Regions from separate parts of the Cricetulus griseus genome. Here region 2 is linked to region 1. The links are chromatin contacts, called in public Hi-C maps. All regions are on one chromosome and are shown on one strand. The core of a region is the stretch at or near the end of the contact, and the rest is flanking DNA. Distances in the headings are between cores, read along the strand shown. Region 1 holds the start of Trim11 (E3 ubiquitin-protein ligase TRIM11). Region 2 holds the start of Guk1 (guanylate kinase).

The links. Hi-C and Micro-C count contacts between places; a contact is called where the count stands out from the background.
Region 2: a Hi-C map of the CHK-Q cell line shows a contact between it and region 1, with 2.9 times the contacts expected there. The contact joins the promoter of Guk1 here to the promoter of Trim11 in region 1. A contact is called at or near these places in 2 of 8 Hi-C or Micro-C datasets (the CHK-Q cell line and the CHO-K1 cell line).

What each region holds. Positions count from the first base shown.
Region 1 is chr7:73,043,738-73,047,495 of CriGri-PICRH-1.0, reverse strand. Trim11 (E3 ubiquitin-protein ligase TRIM11) reads right to left here and starts at 1,591. Exons shown (of 6, transcript XM_035447872.1): 1 at 946-1,591. The coding sequence starts at 1,419. It overlaps LOC113836810 (E3 ubiquitin-protein ligase TRIM17), which reads right to left. Exons shown (of 6, transcript XM_027427365.2): 4 at 3,505-3,527; 5 at 3,307-3,410; 6 at 2,034-3,123. The coding sequence ends at 2,573.
Region 2 is chr7:73,254,450-73,258,207 of CriGri-PICRH-1.0, reverse strand. Guk1 (guanylate kinase) reads left to right here and starts at 1,670. Exons shown (of 8, transcript XM_027427353.2): 1 at 1,670-1,821. The coding sequence starts at 1,761.

The DNA of each region.
Region 1 (3,758 bases), core at 342-2,841:
GAAGGCCAACATGGCCCAGGGCACCCCGGGTCCCAAGCTCCAGTGCATGGAGGAATGGCTCACTGCAAACCCACTGGTCACAGGTAAAAGCCATCTGCTGATTTTCTGGTATCACCTGATAAAGCTGTGTCCACACACTCAAACCTGTGGAGGTGAGGGTTACCGAACAGACACAGATACATAGGTGGACAGAAGGCAGAGCATCAATTCTACAGGAGAAAGGCACCCTCTCTGCCATTAGTCTCCTCCTTCCTACACAGGTCCACGACTGCTGAGACCTAGAAGTCCCAGTCTCTCTCTGGTAACTCTAACACCTGTTCGTATAAAAGCCCTAGTACCTGCTTCTCTGAGTTTCCTTTTCTTTTTTCTTGTGTGGCCCCTATGCAGGAGAAATTTAAAATGTTACTTAAGCTGTGCCTTTCTCCCGTTCATCTGTCTTGTCAGTTTAATTGTTAAGTTCAGACAATGAACCTAGCAAGAGCAAGGACAAGGTTTTTCTTCTTTTGTAATAGAGAAAGCTTTATAGTGTGGCCCCACCAGGATTTATCATGTCACTTCTGGAGAGACGAGGGTCCCTTTCAGGACCATCAAGAGGCTTGCGGTGGCAAGAAAGGAAGCCTGCTGAACCAATGAATCCCGTATAGACCAAGCAAAAAAAGGAAAAACTCACTAATTTGTTTATAAGCTCCAGACCCCTGTGCTGAAATCCAAAGCCAAGGAGACTTGGTGCCTGATTTCATGCTGCGATGGTAACATGCTGGCCGAGTATCAACTCTGACGTCAGCCAAACTGTTACTCTCACAGTGGCCTTTTCAGTTCTCCCTGCCCAGTCAGGACTGACTTAGCAACACCCAGTTTCCCAGAATACCTGTGCATCTCATCCTGGTATAAGACAGGCTACATCCCGACCCCCTTACGGGATCAGGTTAACTCACACTCCCTCACCCAAGGCGGGACAGTGACTGGACATCCCTTCGCTCCAGGCATGGACCGGTTGCACCTGGCGGAACGCACCTTGAGGTCTTCGGCCGCGTCCTGCAGCGGTCGTACCCGGTGAGCCCAGTGCTCCGAGCGCTCGCAGGTGGGACACAGCAGGCAGAGGTCGTCGCCGCAGAAGGTGTCCAGCGGCTCGCGGTGCGCCGCGCATACACCCTGCGGGACCGGCGACGGTGGGTGCAGGCGCCGAGCCATTTCTGCCATCTTGGCGAGCGGGCGGTTGGGTCGCAGGTTCCTCTGCGCCGACAGCTCGCGGCACTCGGGGCACGCGTATGGGCCCTCGGGCTGGCCCCAACAACGTCGGATGCACTCGCGGCAGAAGTTGTGACCGCAGTCGGTCATCACCGGGTCGGTGAAGTAATCGAGGCAGATGGCGCAGGTGGCCTCCTCTTGGAGGTTGGTGGACAAGTCCGGGGCGGCCATGGTGCAGGCGGCAGCGCCTGGATCAGGCTCTTGGCGGCGCGCGGGGATCGCGCTACCCGGCTGCGGGGGCGTAGGGGGCACGGTCCCGGGACCAGGTGGCCACACTCCCGGCCTCCTGGGTAGTGGGTACGCCTGGTACTAGGCTCTGGGACTTCCGCCGGAAGAGGAACCGCGGCGGAAGCAGGAAACTCATTTTTTATTTTTATGTTTTTTGGAACCCGCTTTTGTCGTGGATTGGTCACTGCTTGTCACACGGCCTGGGGGTGGGACCGAATTAGAGCGCATTAGAGCGCTCATTCACAGTGACAGGTCTCTGCAGGTGGTGTCCCCGCTTCCACAGGCACCGCGTGAAGTAAACTTTAGCCGCAAGTCCGGGAAGGCTTGTGGTGTTTTGAGGCACAGGGCGATCCCGGGAAAAGGAAACACCCAAGGAGTGGGCACTGGTGTTGGCGTTTTTTTCAGTGCGCTTTCACCCTCTGCCCACAGCCCTCGGCACCCCTGGACCGTTGTCGCTCAGACACCCCCAACGCCACCCTCATGTCTGGGGGCAGACCTGAGTAATCCAGTATGCCAAACGAGACGCGGTGTCACGCCGCGGGTCCGGAAAGCCCAGAGTGGAAATCCCTTGGGAAACGCATGCTTGCCAGTGCACCGCCTCACTTGAGTCCCGGGGGTGTCATTAACTTGTAACGGGAATGGAGAGTGAGGGGTTCTTCGGAGAGGGAATGCTGAGGAAGGGGAGAGGAGCCCTAATTATCTCAAGGGGGCGGGGTGGGGCTCCACTTTCTCTGTGAAGGACCGGATGGCCAGAGAAGGGCACTAGGAACCAAGGAATTAGCAAGCTTCGGGGCGGGACAAAGCTAACAAAACGAAAGACCAACTTGCACAGTGAGCAATTATATATTTAGTAATTAGTTCACCGGGAAATGTCGGGACTCTTTCCAAAGTTACCGCATCTCGCATCTTATCAGTAGTCCGTTCATATTCGAGCATTTTAATCGTGATTGTATTTCGGTTAGTTGCCCTGCCAGCATAGGTATTGCCTCTTAGCGACCCAGAGAAAGCCTGGGTAAGTGGCCACGGTGGTGAAACGTCCTGCCTTCCGGGGAACCAGGGCACGGCCCAGCGACTGACTGTGCCTGGTCCCAAGCCTCTAACCCTTCACCCACATGGTCACTGTGGAGATGACCATCTGGCCCGACTTTGGAGCACCCAAGCAGAAAAACGGCAGCAGCGGCCCAGGGAAGGTCACCTGGGAGAAGCTGTGCAAGTGGGACCCATCGTTCACACTGTAGAAGGACACCTCCCCGGCCTGGAAGTCCAGGAAGATGCCCATGTGACTGGGAGGCTCCGTGAGTGTGACTGTAGCGGAGTCCGGTATCGAGGACAAGTGCTTCTTCCCCTTGGACAGCTGCACTACCCAGAACCCATTTTCCGGGGACTTGGGCACTCTGTCCTTCCGGCTCACGTTGTCCCTGCACACGCCTAAGGCCCAGAGTGCATCCCCGGTGAGATTCATGCCCACTTCCCAGTAGTGCCTTCCAGAGGAAAAGCTCTTCTGTCCCACAGCGCAGGGGTAGGCTACGAACCGGTCCTTGCTATAGGGCGCGCTGCTCTCTGGCGGTGGGCTCAGGTATCGCCTCTGGCGGCTTTCATACAGGAGGAGATAGGGGTATGCTGAGCTGGGGTCCGGCACCACAGCCTCTGCAGAGGGTCCAAGTGGACAGAGAAAAGTAGGGGTCATTCAAGGTCAAAGGTGGAAGGGTCAGAACCCTCAAGATGGGCAGGGTTTGGAAAGATGTTAAACTCCTGGGTAGCATCGGGATAAGACACAGCAGTGCCCAGAGAACTGGGGCTCACGATTGGAGACCCGGGGTCTCCGCTTACCTTGAAAGCTTTTGAGCACATCTATCTGCCCTGGAACTCTGCACACGGTCTTGAGAGCCACGGGGAGGTTCACCTCTGGGTACTGCGTGTTGAGGCTCTCCTTCCTCCAGGGAACACAGACTCATGTGCTCCCTGGCTCTCCAAGTAGGCCTCCCTCACCCACCTCCACCACCACCTCTGCTGTGGGTGACAGAGTACCTGGTCAAGGTGTCCTTCAAATCCTGCGAACAACAGAGAGGACAGTTAAGAGCTGGTGCCTCTTGCCAGTATCTAAGTTACCTCGGTTGCCCCCCTACTTTGAGCCACGTCCTCTGCTGGACAGTCCCTTCCCAGATTAACAGCTTCCCACACTCGCTGGATCTTTCCTTCCCCTCCACGTGGCAGATCCTAAGCATCTCCTCAGTCCAAGGTCACAAGCCTGAGGTCAGGGGAGAGGAGGTGGCAAGTTCTGG
Region 2 (3,758 bases), core at 421-2,920, 210 kb before region 1:
TCATGCAGTTTGCATCAAGCTCTCGAATCTGCCTGGTGATTGGGGTGAGCGAGGTCATGGCCTGGGACCCTGGATACCAGAGTTTTTCCGGGGGTCTAACAAGAGGTTGATACGAACTAGAATAAGAACTCCAAGTTGTAAGATGTGATGTGATAGGGACCTCCTCTTAAGGACTTTAGTGTAAAAACTGGCTTCTCCTTATGTCTTTAAACCAGTGGTGTGTTACAATGAGGGTCGTTATGCTGGCTGATTTTTGTGTGTCAACCAGACAAACTAGAGTCATCAGAGAGAAAGGAGTCTCAGTTGAGGAAATGCCTCCTTAAGATCATGCTGTAGGCAAGCCTGTGGGACATTTTCTTGATTAGTGAGTGATGGGGGAGGGCTCAGCCCATTGTGGATGGGGCCATCCCTGGGCTGGTGGTTCTGGATTCTATTAGAAAGCAGGCTTAGCAAGCCATTAGAAGCAAGCCAGTAAGCAACACCCCACCACCACCACCACCACCACCACCACCATGGTCTCTGTTAAGCTGGAAGCTTCACCCCAGCCCCTGGCATCCATATACCCAAAGAGTCTGGGCTGTTAGGATAAAGGCTTTGCCCCAGTCGCTGGCATCCATATACCCAAACAAGCTCAAGGACAATTCATTACAGTTTAGAAGGAATTCACAAGGCAGGCAAGGTGTAAATTTCAGTTTCCTGGTGAACGAAAATGAGGGCATGACCATTCTAAGGTATGGTTGAGAAGAGTTTTATTGTAGCTATGAGGGAGAGTACAGCCAGAGGCATCTGAAAGGGTCCAGAGCAGTGAGAGGAGTAGTAGACTAAACATGACCAGCAGACTGAACCAGGCCATGAGAAGGGCTGGGTGCAGGGGGTGGGGAGTAAGAGGTGAAGAGAAGAGGGACGACCAGGAGCCAAGAGCAGAGGACCAAGAGAGAGCATGGCTAAAATGGCAAGTTTTTATAGAACAGAGAAGCTGGGGAAGAGAAGCGAAGCCCTTGGGCTGGAGAGGTCTAGGGTAGGGGGGCAGGGGTAAGAAGAACAGGGTGCCGGCAGGTACTTGTGATGCTGAGGCAGCATGAGGCCAGCATGCCCTTTGTATGCTAATAGGCACCACAGTTAGCTATTTGTCCTCAGTTTCTTTAGGACCTGAGATCTGGAAGAAAGGGGAGTGGCAAAAGTCATGCTGCTTGGGATAAGACAGCTTAGCCACATGATTCGCTGATGTTTCAATTTATGTGCGTTGACTGTTTTGCCTGTATGTATGCCTGTGTAAGGGTTAGGGTCCCCTAGAACTGGAATTATAGACAGTTGTGAATCGCCATTTGGGTGCTGGGAATTGAACTTAGGTCCTTTGGAAGAGGTGTCAGTGCTCTTAACCGCTGAGCCATCTCTCCAGCCTCTGGACGCTGATTTTTAAAGCTCTCCTCTCCGGGTCTTCTCTGTGGGGAGGCGGGGTCTGAACCTAGAAAAAAAAAGGAGAGTGTGGAATGCGGCGGGGCCTGTCCGCACAATACGCCTGCGCAGCAGTGCGGCGCTTTCCCCCCCCTTCCGCAGGCCCTAGCAGACTGACACGCGGCTGTGACCAGCAGGGGGCGATATTGAGTGGGCGGGGCCGGGTGACGTAATGTTAGTGTACAGAGATGGGAAGTGACCGGCGCTGCCGATTTTGCGCACTCCGTGTGTGCAGCAGTGCCGCGCTTCGGTGTGGCCTAGTGGGCCGGCGCGCCGCTGTGACGTAGTCCTGCGGGCGGTCTCTGATGCTGTGGCGCCCGCTGGTCGGGCTGGCAGTGGCCGCCCTGGGTCGCGTGCCTGCGGACGGTGAGTGCGCTGAGCTGCTGACGGCTGGCTGCCCCAGGAGAGGGACTTGTGGCAGCGTGAGTCCCTTGCGCGTCGCCTCCAGTGATCCCTGTTCTTATGGAGACGCCTGGTGAACGTGTTTTCCGGGTCCCCAGAACGACAGGGATAGTCACGTGGAGTCCCAGTCGCCCGCAAACCTGCGCACTCTGAGCCTACCTGGGGCTTTTCCTCGGCGCCCTGCCCACCGGGCATCGTGGGTAGGCTCAAGCACCTGGCTCAAGTGGTGCAGGCCCTCCTGACGCCTGGGTGTGAATATTGGGGTTCGGCCTGTCCCGGGTTGGGGTTTCTGAAGCCGCCTATGGGCTTAATATTCCCATCATCATTTTATCCAACGTGGAAGTGGGCGGGAATGGTCTCGAGTGAGAAGGTTCCTTCAGGTGGTGCCTGGATGAGCAGGTGACATTAGCTACGTGGTACCTGAGGAGAGGAGAAAGCAAATAAATGATTGGTCAGCCTTGTTTAGGGTACAAGGAGAGAAGGAAGAAGGAGAGGAGGTGTGCCTCTGTGGGTGCTCCTCCAGTTCACCTTCCAGGAGTCATAGGTTAGTTATGGGAGCTAACACTAAGGCGGCTTCCTGTTTTGGCACTAAGGAGCAGGCTTTCCTGCTATTCTAGCTCCTGTCTACCCACTTTACCCCTGCCTTTACATATTAGGCTTTTACATCCTAATAGATGTTGCATCAGCCACTGCTGCAGTTTGCCTGGCCTTCCTCGGTCCAGCACTGGATCTTTGTCTAGGGGGGAGACCAGTAGTTTTCTGGAGTAGTAAATTTGAGGCAGTATATTTCTGTTCAGCCACACTTAAACTTTGTCTTCTGTCTTGACACATAATATCCAGGAAACATGTTGAGGTAATTTGAAGAAGAGGCAGAAGGAGGTGTGGGAGGAGAGAACCCAACAAAGAAGGAAAGGTAGAATGAAGGTGAGCTCTTGGAAGACAGCTGTAGGAGGAAGACTTCTTGCAGCATCCCTGACTCTTCTGGTTGGGCCTCAGTCTTCCCAATCCCACCCTGTCCCCATTCTCCCTGGTCCTGAATGTTCTGGTCCTCAGTTTCCTGCAGTAGACTTCAGTCTCCCATGCCCTCTCTCCTATCCTCCCTGTCTCTGCATGTGTTGGTTCCCAGTTTCCCCAGCCCTGCCCTACCCATCCCCTCCCTACATGTACTGAGCCTTAGTACATGCCCTACCTACCCCCATTCTCCCTGGTCCTGCTGGGTGGGCCTCATCCACCCTCAGTCTTCCCTGACCCTGTTCCCTTAGTTTCCCTTCTACACAATCGAGTAGATGACAAACCCTGCAACGTCCTAGGTCTTTGCATTTTACTCTCTTGGGGGTTCTGAACCCTTTCTTTCTTTTATGTTCGCTCTGCCTCATGATTATGGCATCCAGTACCCTGTTCAAGATTCAGCTTGTTCTTTTTTTCTCCTTGATAGGAGATGGGTAGTACCAGAAGGTGCAGCAGCCTGTTCATGGTTGGCTGCTACTCCTCCACCCTTACTTCTTTGGGAGGCCATGGTACGTCCATCTAGCTCAGGTAGAGGAATCACAATGAAAATGCTTTGGCTGCTCTTGGAAGAGGCTCCTAAATTCTGGGGCTGGAATGTGTCACTCATATATGCCTAGTGCTGTTTGTGTTTTTTGTTGACAGGAGAGATTTGTGCAGATTTCTAGTCCTAGGGGCCCTAAGGTAAGGACAAGAAGAAGCCGTGTAGGAAGTTGTGTCTGGGGAATGTCTCAGCAGAGGATGCTCCCTCCCCAGTGTTCCTGTGGAACTCACTTGCATCATGGCTTGTCTTACAGTTAGGGCTTGGGGCTCTTTGTCAGACAGTTGATGTTTGGGACTAGAAGAGCTAAAGAGATTGGGGTCCAAAGTTTCTTCAGTGGTCTCCCCAAAGGAAG